Linked DNA regions of Danio rerio: region 1 is linked to region 2. The links are chromatin contacts, called in public HiChIP or PLAC-seq maps. All regions are on one chromosome and are shown on one strand. Each heading gives the region's core, a stretch centred on a gene start, on an enhancer-like site or on the middle of the called end of the contact. The rest is flanking DNA. Distances are from core to core; before and after follow the strand shown.

The links. HiChIP or PLAC-seq counts read pairs in DNA pulled down with a chosen protein or histone mark.
Region 1: a contact with region 2 is called in an H3K4me3 HiChIP or PLAC-seq map of gastrula embryo, with 4 times the contacts expected there. The contact joins the promoter of fam32a here to the promoter of lpla in region 2. A contact is called at or near these places in 3 of 4 datasets of contacts at active chromatin or transcription factors (caudal fin, embryo and gastrula embryo).

What each region holds. Positions count from the first base shown.
Region 1 is chr22:15,437,497-15,442,383 of GRCz12tu, reverse strand. It overlaps fam32a (family with sequence similarity 32 member A), which reads right to left and starts at 2,551. Exons shown (of 4, transcript NM_001002203.1): 1 at 2,471-2,551; 2 at 2,152-2,290; 3 at 1,896-1,949; 4 at 1,330-1,809. The coding sequence starts at 2,538. The coding sequence ends at 1,741. mrpl54 (mitochondrial ribosomal protein L54) reads left to right here and starts at 2,816. Exons shown (of 3, transcript NM_001346276.1): 1 at 2,816-3,000; 2 at 3,200-3,356; 3 at 3,460-3,819. The coding sequence starts at 2,883. The coding sequence ends at 3,592.
Region 2 is chr22:15,339,594-15,344,087 of GRCz12tu, reverse strand. lpla (lipoprotein lipase a) reads right to left here and starts at 2,851. Exons shown (of 10, transcript NM_131127.1): 1 at 2,603-2,851; 2 at 1,344-1,531; 3 at 1,085-1,264; 4 at 851-962; 5 at 1-48. The coding sequence starts at 2,720.

The DNA.
Region 1 (4,887 bases), core at 1,302-3,801, 99 kb before region 2:
CATACAAAATACTGCAGATCATTCTTGGCAACCACATCATTCACTTCAAAAATTGATCCTATTTAAAGTAACAACTGCCATTGGGATAAATGACTTTTTATAAGCATTTCTTCGTGCTTTAGGAATTCTAAACCTGCGTCCTGATGGTAACAATTCAACAAAATTAAAATCTGCAGTGAAAGTTATTTGTGACCAGTTATCTTTTTTGCCTGATTAATAATTTGTGCTAATTTCTTCTTCTGTTTAAGTGTTGTGTTACCAAACCATGAAACAATATTTTATGTGAGAACGCTCTCTATCAATGATCTATATGCCATGTTTAAAGTCTGTGTACTTGCATTAAACTTCTCAACTTGCGAAGGAGATGGAGGCGCTGACTTTCTTTCTTATAAACTGCCTCTACATTACAATTAAAATTCAGTTTATTGTCAATAATTGTGCCTAAATTCTTAAAATTTGAGACCTGCTCTACAGTTTGTTCGTTTATGGTGACCTGTTTAAAGAGACTGGTATCTACCACTCTTGTTTGACTACCCACACAGGGGAGTCTACCTTGTCTTAGAAGTTATCTGTTTGTTCAGCTTTCTCACTGAAATGTGTTATAATTATTTAAAACTGCAGATCAAATGGTTTGAGTGTCTTTTTGAGACACAGTAAGATGGCTGTTCCATAGTGTCACTAAATGAGTTAAAAAGGCTAGCACGCATTATCAGATCACAGTGGTAAATTAAATGTTTTTTTGTAACTTACAAATTGAGAGTTTATGCATCAAGAACGTAGCGTTCCCTTTTGGTTATTTTTTAGAAATCAAATAAAATTTGGATGATTTCTGCGAGATCTTTTTTTGAAATCCAAAAATGTAACATCCCCAGAACAAAGATACTTTGAAAGAAAATGTTCTGATAGCCAGAAAATAATGTTCCCACATTAGTCTGAGAACCAAACATTGCTGATTCTGACTCCATGTTACTGATTATTAATTAGCAAATGTGATTTCATTTTGCACAATTTATATTTAAAGATTAAAGTTGACAACTGATATGCAAATCAAAGCATATTGAAGATGCGTTTAAGGCAGGGGTGTCCAAACTCGGTCCTGGATGGCCGGTGTCCTGCTCAGTTAAGCTTCAACTTCTGCCTAGAAGTTTCTAGTATACCTAGAAAGAGCTTGATAAGCTGGTTCAGGTGTGCTTAATTGGGGTTGGAACTAAAATATGCAGGACACCGGCCCTTCAGAACCAAGTTTGGACACCCAAGGCAAGGATTCTACTCCGTTATTATTAGACCATTGTTTAAAGACTTTACTTAATTATTCTGAATTAAAAATAATTGGCTTAAATGAATTTTATTAAGGAAACTTATACAGTCACATGCACAAATGTAACAAAGCATCACTCTTGAATCAACATTTTCTGTCATAAATTGCAATTGAAGCCACTTTACATGTTTGGACTATTTTTTTGGCAGTCAAGCCTTGCAATAAACAAAAGCCAATCAACAGCATAAATACATAATTGAACCACAAGTTACAAAATGTAATTTTCACAAACATTTGAACCTTGAATGTGTTAAAAAAGAAAAGAAAAGAAAAAGAAAGAAAGAGGTTGACTGCATCCAAAAGGGTTTAAAATTTTAAATGAAAACTTAAAATCACTCTGGACTTTGCTGCAGCACTAATTACAAGAAAACAAAAACAAGCCCATATGCTATTGAAGCATGAAACTGAAAATCCACAAATATTTATTTCGTCCAGCTGACTTTAGGAATGTCATAATGCTCTGTCAGTGTGTCCAGGTGTCTGTTGAAATCCTGTAACACAACAAAAATAACTTATTTACACATTAATAACCAAATAACCACTTGTTACTTACATGAATCTCAATACTGATGCTTACCTCAACTCTTCTCTTGTGTGTTTTGGAGGCTTTCTTCAAGATTCTTTCCATTTGCTAACGAGAAAAATATATTTAAGATAGAATATAGTGTGTTAATCTCACAGAAAGCTAAAGAGCAATGTCGATAGATAGATAGATAGATAGATAGATAGATAGATAGATAGATAGATAGATAGATAGATAGATAGATAGATAGATAGATAGATAGATAGATAGATAGATAGATAGATAGATAGATAGATAGATAGATACTCACCCTTTTCTCTTGTATTTTGTCGAATGCCATCTGTGCTGGTGTCCTTTTGTCAACATAAGCTTTTTTAGTTCCTTCTTCGTTTTCAGAGGTCAAAACTTGTTCCTCCAAACGCTTCATTTCCTTATTCTTCTTCTTTTTCCTAAAAAAAACAACACAACATGAAAATTGATCACATTAACAACGATGTTAAGTCGATCAACAACACAGAGCTAGCATAACAGCTAACAGATGGCGTGTCAGTCAATGACAAAATATTTCCAAAATAAATATCGTAATAGTTGTTTTGATATATTAAAAACTAACATAAACAAATACACACTTTTTACTTGGTAAAGAAACCCCTTTCAGTTTTAAAGAGCCTTTCTGGACAGACTTGTACTCCGACATTTCAGCTTCTGTCTGTATCAGACTAGCTTGCGTCCCAACAGGATTGTTTATCAATTTTCCTCGGATTTACTGCCCTCTAGAGAACAGGAGTAAACTCGTTTCTTAAACAACGATTTATTTCTGCTTAGTTGCTTTTTCCAACCAGTCGTTTGTTATAAATTCATACGCTGCCCGTGTTATGTACTTTGGAAAAGCTTTATTAAAACAGTCACATGTGAGAATTGAGCAAGCATGGCCTTATTTTGGATTTATGCAGTGCGCATGCGTGTTTTAGCTTCTTCCGGAAACGCGTCTCTCCTTCATGGGCAGTTCAGACAGCATGGTGGAGGATACGTAAAGCTACAATGGCACATACTGTATTACAGCCTTTCAAAAGGATAAACTTGCCTGTTCTGAATGCTTATAATAATCTTTTTTGTAACACGTTTCTCGTCCAGACCCGTAGTTATGCTAAGAAACCAGGTATGTTTCCTTTTTGTACAGATTTAATACTATATTCACACATGTCAACATTAGCCTGCAACTTCTGACCTTGGAGGACCAATTTTTACAACATTTAACTTATTGCTGTATTAAATTGTATTGTATTTACGTTATATTTAATTTTTTATTGAATTTTCCTTTATTCATGTTTATTAAATATTATTCGTGTCTTTATTAGTATTCAAAGGGAAGGGGAAAGGAATGGTAAAGGAGGTTCTGAAAGGTCCAGAAGTCTGCAAGGATCCAGCAAAGCTTTGCACATATGCAGTTGGGGTTAATGTCTTTAAACAAGGTGAAGACCCTACTATTAAACCCAAGGATGAGTATCCAGAATGGTAGGAATGTGTTTTTTACTTTGCATTTATTGCATGTCATGTTAGCTACAATAATAACTTTCTTGAAATTAACAGTTTCATTTTGGTCCCCCCATGTATTCAGGTTGTTTCAGTTAAACCTCGGCCCAGTCAAACAACTCAATGAACTGGAACCAGACAGTTGGGAATACTGGAGGCGAATAAGGAAGGAACACATTTGGAGGCATAATAAACTGAATAAAGGCAAGAAGATGTAGAGGATTTGGACAAATCATTAAGAGTAAGGTCTGGATCAACATATCGTTTCCCAGCAGGCAAAGGGGACATTGACATTTTTGCTGGTGATTCGGTTCTCAAGTTGCTGAGGATCATGTATTCATATTATTGTTTGTTTTGTTGTCATTCTTTGTATTGCTATTGTATTGACATTCGGATCAGTTCAGTGACATGAAATAAATAACATTTCTTATGATGTTATAAATGCGCAATGTCAAAGTTTTTTTGTGCTTATTTATACAAACATAATAATGTCTGTTTATTTTTCATTTTTATTTATCTATGTGGTAAATCTATAGGTTTGTATATATAATCTGTGTGTGCAGGGGCGTAGCGGACATTTTAAAAGTGTGGGGGGTAGAAACAGCTGAACGAGATTGAAAAGTTTACGTTCATAAAATTAGTAACCACTGGTTTCTATATGGTCTGTCTCTAAAAGTGAGGGGGACGTATCCCCCAGTTGCTATGCCCCTGTGTGTGTATGTATATTTGGCATGGGCTGGTATAAGATTCTGACAATATAATAACCCTGGATAAAAAATTTCACTGTTTTTAAATATATTGTTTTGAAATATATATAAATATTTTAAATCTCTGGGTAAAAAACAAGAACTTTTCCCCTTTGAACACATATGTTTAATTTTGTGAAACATATAAAATATTTTGAAACCATACATGCAACGAACATGTCAGCCTAAATAACTTAAAAGGAATGACAGATTTCTTTAGAATTTAAAACGACTAAAACAGTAAATAAAAAAAAAAACTTTAAACAAAAATCTTTCATATACGCGAAGCAGGTTTAAAACCTGACTTTTCCAAACCTAGTATATATATATATATATATTACATTAACCTAGTTAAGCCTTTAAATGTCACTTTAAGCAGTATAGAAGTGTCCTGAAAATATCTAGTCAAATATTATTTACTGTCATCATGGCAAAGATAAAATAAATTAGTAATTAGAAATGAGTTATTAAAACTGTTATGATTAGAAATGCGTTGAAAACAATTCTTTTAAAAACAAATTAGGGAAAAAATAAACAGGGGGGCTAATAATTCTGATTATATATATACTATACTGCTTAAAGTAACATTAAAAGGCTTAACTAGGTTAATTAGGTTAACTTGGCAGGTTAGGGTAATTAAGCAAGTTATTATTAATAATGGTTTGCTCTGTAGAGTATAGGAATAAAATATAGCTTAAAGAAGCTAACAGTTTTTTAACAACAGTTTTTTTAAACGCTTTTATTTCAGCTGAAATAAAACAAATAAG
Region 2 (4,494 bases), core at 1,602-4,101:
TGCTTAGGGAATCTGCATACTCAAAGGTCGGGCCAGCAGGATCCATGCCTGAAGATTGAAGAAGTGAACTCACATTTAATGGGGCCTTTTTAGTTGTTTGAATGGTAAAATAGAAAGTTATAGGCCCTGATGTACAAACAAACTGCTGTGATGTAATATCTAGTATTAGGACAAAATTAAGTTCATTTCAGGAGTTCAAAACAGCCTGCCAGAGTGACCTTTGGAAGAAACAGCCTGTGATCTACCAGTGGTCCATTGAAATTACATAATAGGGAGGTGTAGCTCTGAATCTCTACCTCTACCTATGTTTTCCTAGTAGTTTTTCATAAAGCTTTCATCAGTTTGTTAGAGCAACAGAGTAAAGTATTGGAAACTTGGTTACCAACAGTAAACGTGGCAACTATATTCGAGACATGTTGGTGTAATGTTCGCTACATCAGATTTTAACAAATTAGCTTCCATCTACTACTCGCATGAATTTTATTTGGCACAAGTTCTAAACCACCTCAAGCAAATGTATAATTTTTTTTGCGAATTAAAGTATTTCAAAATGTGCTAATTCCATCACTCGTTTCTCATGCGAAACTTCAAAATGGACATTAACACGGGGTGATGGAAACCCAGCTATTGAAATAATCCTTAGTTAATTTCTTCTGGTTAGTCCATCAAGATCAGAGGCAGGGAAATGTTATTGGGATTTAAACAGATGCTATAAGTTGCGATCTTTAGCGTCTTTGTTCATCAGCCTCCTACACCAGTTTAAATCCTGAGCAAAATCATAGGGGCTACATGGAAACAAAAAACTTTTCTGCAAGTATATCAGGGCTTTAAGAGATCTAAATCAAGTTACCTGTGATTCTGTTAACTTTATGTTTGGTGAGAAGGCCAGCGATTCCTGCAACATGAGCGCCAAGACTGTAACCCAACAGATGCAGCTTCTCCCAAGGATAATCAATTTCAGCCTGGACGAGAAAACAAGACATGCAGGATAAAGTTTAAGGCATGAAACAAGCTCTATATCTTCAACAAATTTTCTCTTTATGATTGTAACCAAAATTTGGAAAACTCTGAGAGCTTGGCATACCTGTAACCAGTTGACAAATTTGGCCACGTCTTTGCCAACTAGTTTTGTGTAGGAGGCTGATGTTGGGTAATGTTGTTGCGCACGGGACAACCAGTCCACAACAATAACATTGGCTGAGGGCTCTCGTTCATAAAGAGCTGTTACCAGTTTGGGAACCCAGCTCTCAAACATTCCCGTGACCTGAGAAAAAAAAAACATCATTGCTTGGACTGCAGTGCACATTCAGTGCAGACAAAAAAAAAAAAAAGGCAGCACTTACCGTCCATCCATGAATAACTATAAAAGTCTTGGTTTCTGTATTGAAGTTACAGTCTTTGATGGATTGGGGTTGACCAGGAACTATGTAGCACAGGTCATCTTCAGGTTCTTCGAGGGTCCGAAAAGAAAACTTGGACTCGATGTCAGTGAAATCCATCATCCATTCTGTGGCATTGCCTATGATGTCACCTTCACAAAACCAGATCAACAATCAGTTTAACCTACTGGCCAGCAAACAGTAAGTGTTGATTATATTCAGCGCCTTTTCGCGTAAGCTGCTTATAAATTTTTAATTACTAGTTTTAAAGAAGCTTATCTTGCATGTGCTTATACTTTTGCTCTTTTTTTTTTCTAGACAAAGAATTATTCCCAAACGAAGGATTGGATCCATTCCCAGACTGATAATGTTCAAAGTTATTTTTCTGTAAAAGTTTCAGTGAGTCCATAACCGACCATTCTGACATGTCAAAAAGAATACAATTTATTAATGCTATTATTGCAGTAACTAACTAAATAAATAATTTTTATTTATACAATAACCATTGTTTAAATGAATAAACAATGGTATAAAAAATATATACATTTTTTAACATCAGTTTTGAGTCTTTTCCTACTACTTGACTGATAATATAAAAAAGTACAATGTCCACATATCTTAAGTATATCTAAAATCTACTTTTGACATAACATTTATTTTCTGTGTTGTTAAAAGCCTACAAATTCGATTAAAAACTGAAGATGTTTATAGTCATTTTTATGATCTAATTTGAAAAGTACAGTGTTCAAAAGGAGACCAACAACTATTAAAAAACATTTACATTTTAATAATAAAAATTCATGGAAATAAAACACAATTAAATAGAAAGTTTCTCTTAATGTTTATATAGCATTATTAGACTTTTATGACACTTTTATACAATAATATATTAATGTTTAAATTAAAAAAAATATATATATTTTGTTTTAAAGTTTTGTAAAATCTTTATATTTTTTGCACCAATATAATGTGCTGCTATATATTTTATATAATAAGTGTTTATATATTTATATGAGTTTATGATAGTGAAATTAAATGCAGTCAATGAAACATGAGCTGTGCATAATGCCTCGTGCGTTCATTCTGGGCGCTTTCCGTTATTTCTGTGCATTGTGATTAATTATGCGACTCTCTGAACCACATTTTCGCCATTAAGTTGAACTTTGGACACTTATTAAACTTTATAAACGCAAGTTTATTTAAACAAATAATCTTATACTTACTTAAAGTGATAGATTCAGCAGTTGGGTCAATTGTAGTTTCCATTCCCGAGGAAATGTAGACAAAGTACATCCAAGATATTAAAAAAGCGCTGCTTACTCTCCCCTTATTAAACATCATAATGATCACGGATTCAACAGCTTGTTAGGATTGAATGTAAAAGGCGTTGAGATCCGGGTATTTAAACAGTGTTACAGCAGGTTAATATTCCAGTTGGGAGGCAGCAGCTGCTTTAGATGTCTTGTGTCCAGAGTTCCTCAAAAGTTTAAATCGGTGCCGCTACAAGCGTGTCTTTATCCTACCGTGCGGGACCTTATGCAAATCAGCGGCATTTTATTGGTCAACAGAGGCGGGGTAAGGCGCGATCTGACCAATAAAAAGCCAGGAACCCCCACACTGACTCATCACTTACAATTACAAGTCTGAAAGTTTTGAGGCCCCTGAGAGTCTACAAGCAAATCGATTTCTCAAGGTCTTTCTTTTTGTTTTTTTTCTTTCTTTCTTTTTTTCTTTCTTTCTTTCTTTCTTTCTTTCTTTCTTTCTTATGATGTTTTTTATGCTAAAATGATATATGGATTTATGGTAAATTGTCATCGTATTTTTATATTATAAACTAATTATGATCAGTTAATTATAGTTTTAATCTTAAATGACATTTCATTAGGACTATGTAATGTTATCTTTTTATATGACTTAATAAACAATAAATAAATAAACAATTGAAACAAAGCATTGAAAAAGGCTTATAAAACTGTTTAAGTTTTAAAGAAATTGCAATTTTACATTTTAAATGTAAATGTTGTGATTATTTATAGGTCTAAAAGAGTAAAATGTGCTTCAAAAATAATAACTAAACAAAAAGCAGAAAACACTGACAAACTGAAGTACATTGAAAAAAAAAGGTAAATGTCATAAATGCTTAAGAAATGCCAAATAACACCCATTTGAGAATCTACAAGCAAATCGATTTCTTAAGGTCTTTCTTTTGTTTAATAATGTCATGATGTGTTTTTGTTTAAGATATTTATTGTTGAAAAACACATGAAGGATGTATGTTAAATTGTCAACTTTTATTTTTATATTATTATAAACTAGTTATTATCAATTAATTATGCAAATGTATCTTCTCTACATAGCCTACATAAATAAAGAATTAAAATAATGCCTTGAAAAAATCTGAAAAAATACATTACACGACTATGCTTAAAAGCAAATAACAATTTTACGAACAGAAATTGTCATGATTTAATTTATATATATATATATATATATATATATATATATATATATATATATATATATATATATATACATATATAATTATTTAAAGTCACAATATATATATTTATATATTAAGGTACATTTTGCAGATTTATTTAATGTCATTAAATAAACGTGATGTAAATTAATGTTATTCAAACTGTTTAAACATATAAAGAAATCGCAATTGTAACATTTTAAATTTAAATGTTGTGACTAATTAAGTCTAAAAGGTTAAAATGTGCTTTCAAATATAATAAAACAACTAAACAAAAAGCAGAAAACACTGACAAACTGAAGTACATTGAAAAAAAAAATTGTCATAAATGTTTAGTAAAAATGCCAAATAACAGCCCTTTATTAAACATCAAATTGTACAGATAATAGCATAAATAGTATTTTATTAAAACATTTATTATTACTCGCATGTACAACCAAAATGATTATTATTTTAATTTAATTTAATAATTTTATTATCCTACTTCATTTTATTACTATTTGAATGTAATTGTTTTTTAAATAATGAAGGTGTGTTATTAATATTTTTCAAAATGGTTTGGCCATGTGCAGTATGATATATTTAAACGTGAATTACATTTATTTATTTATTGATTTATATATATATATTAAAAAA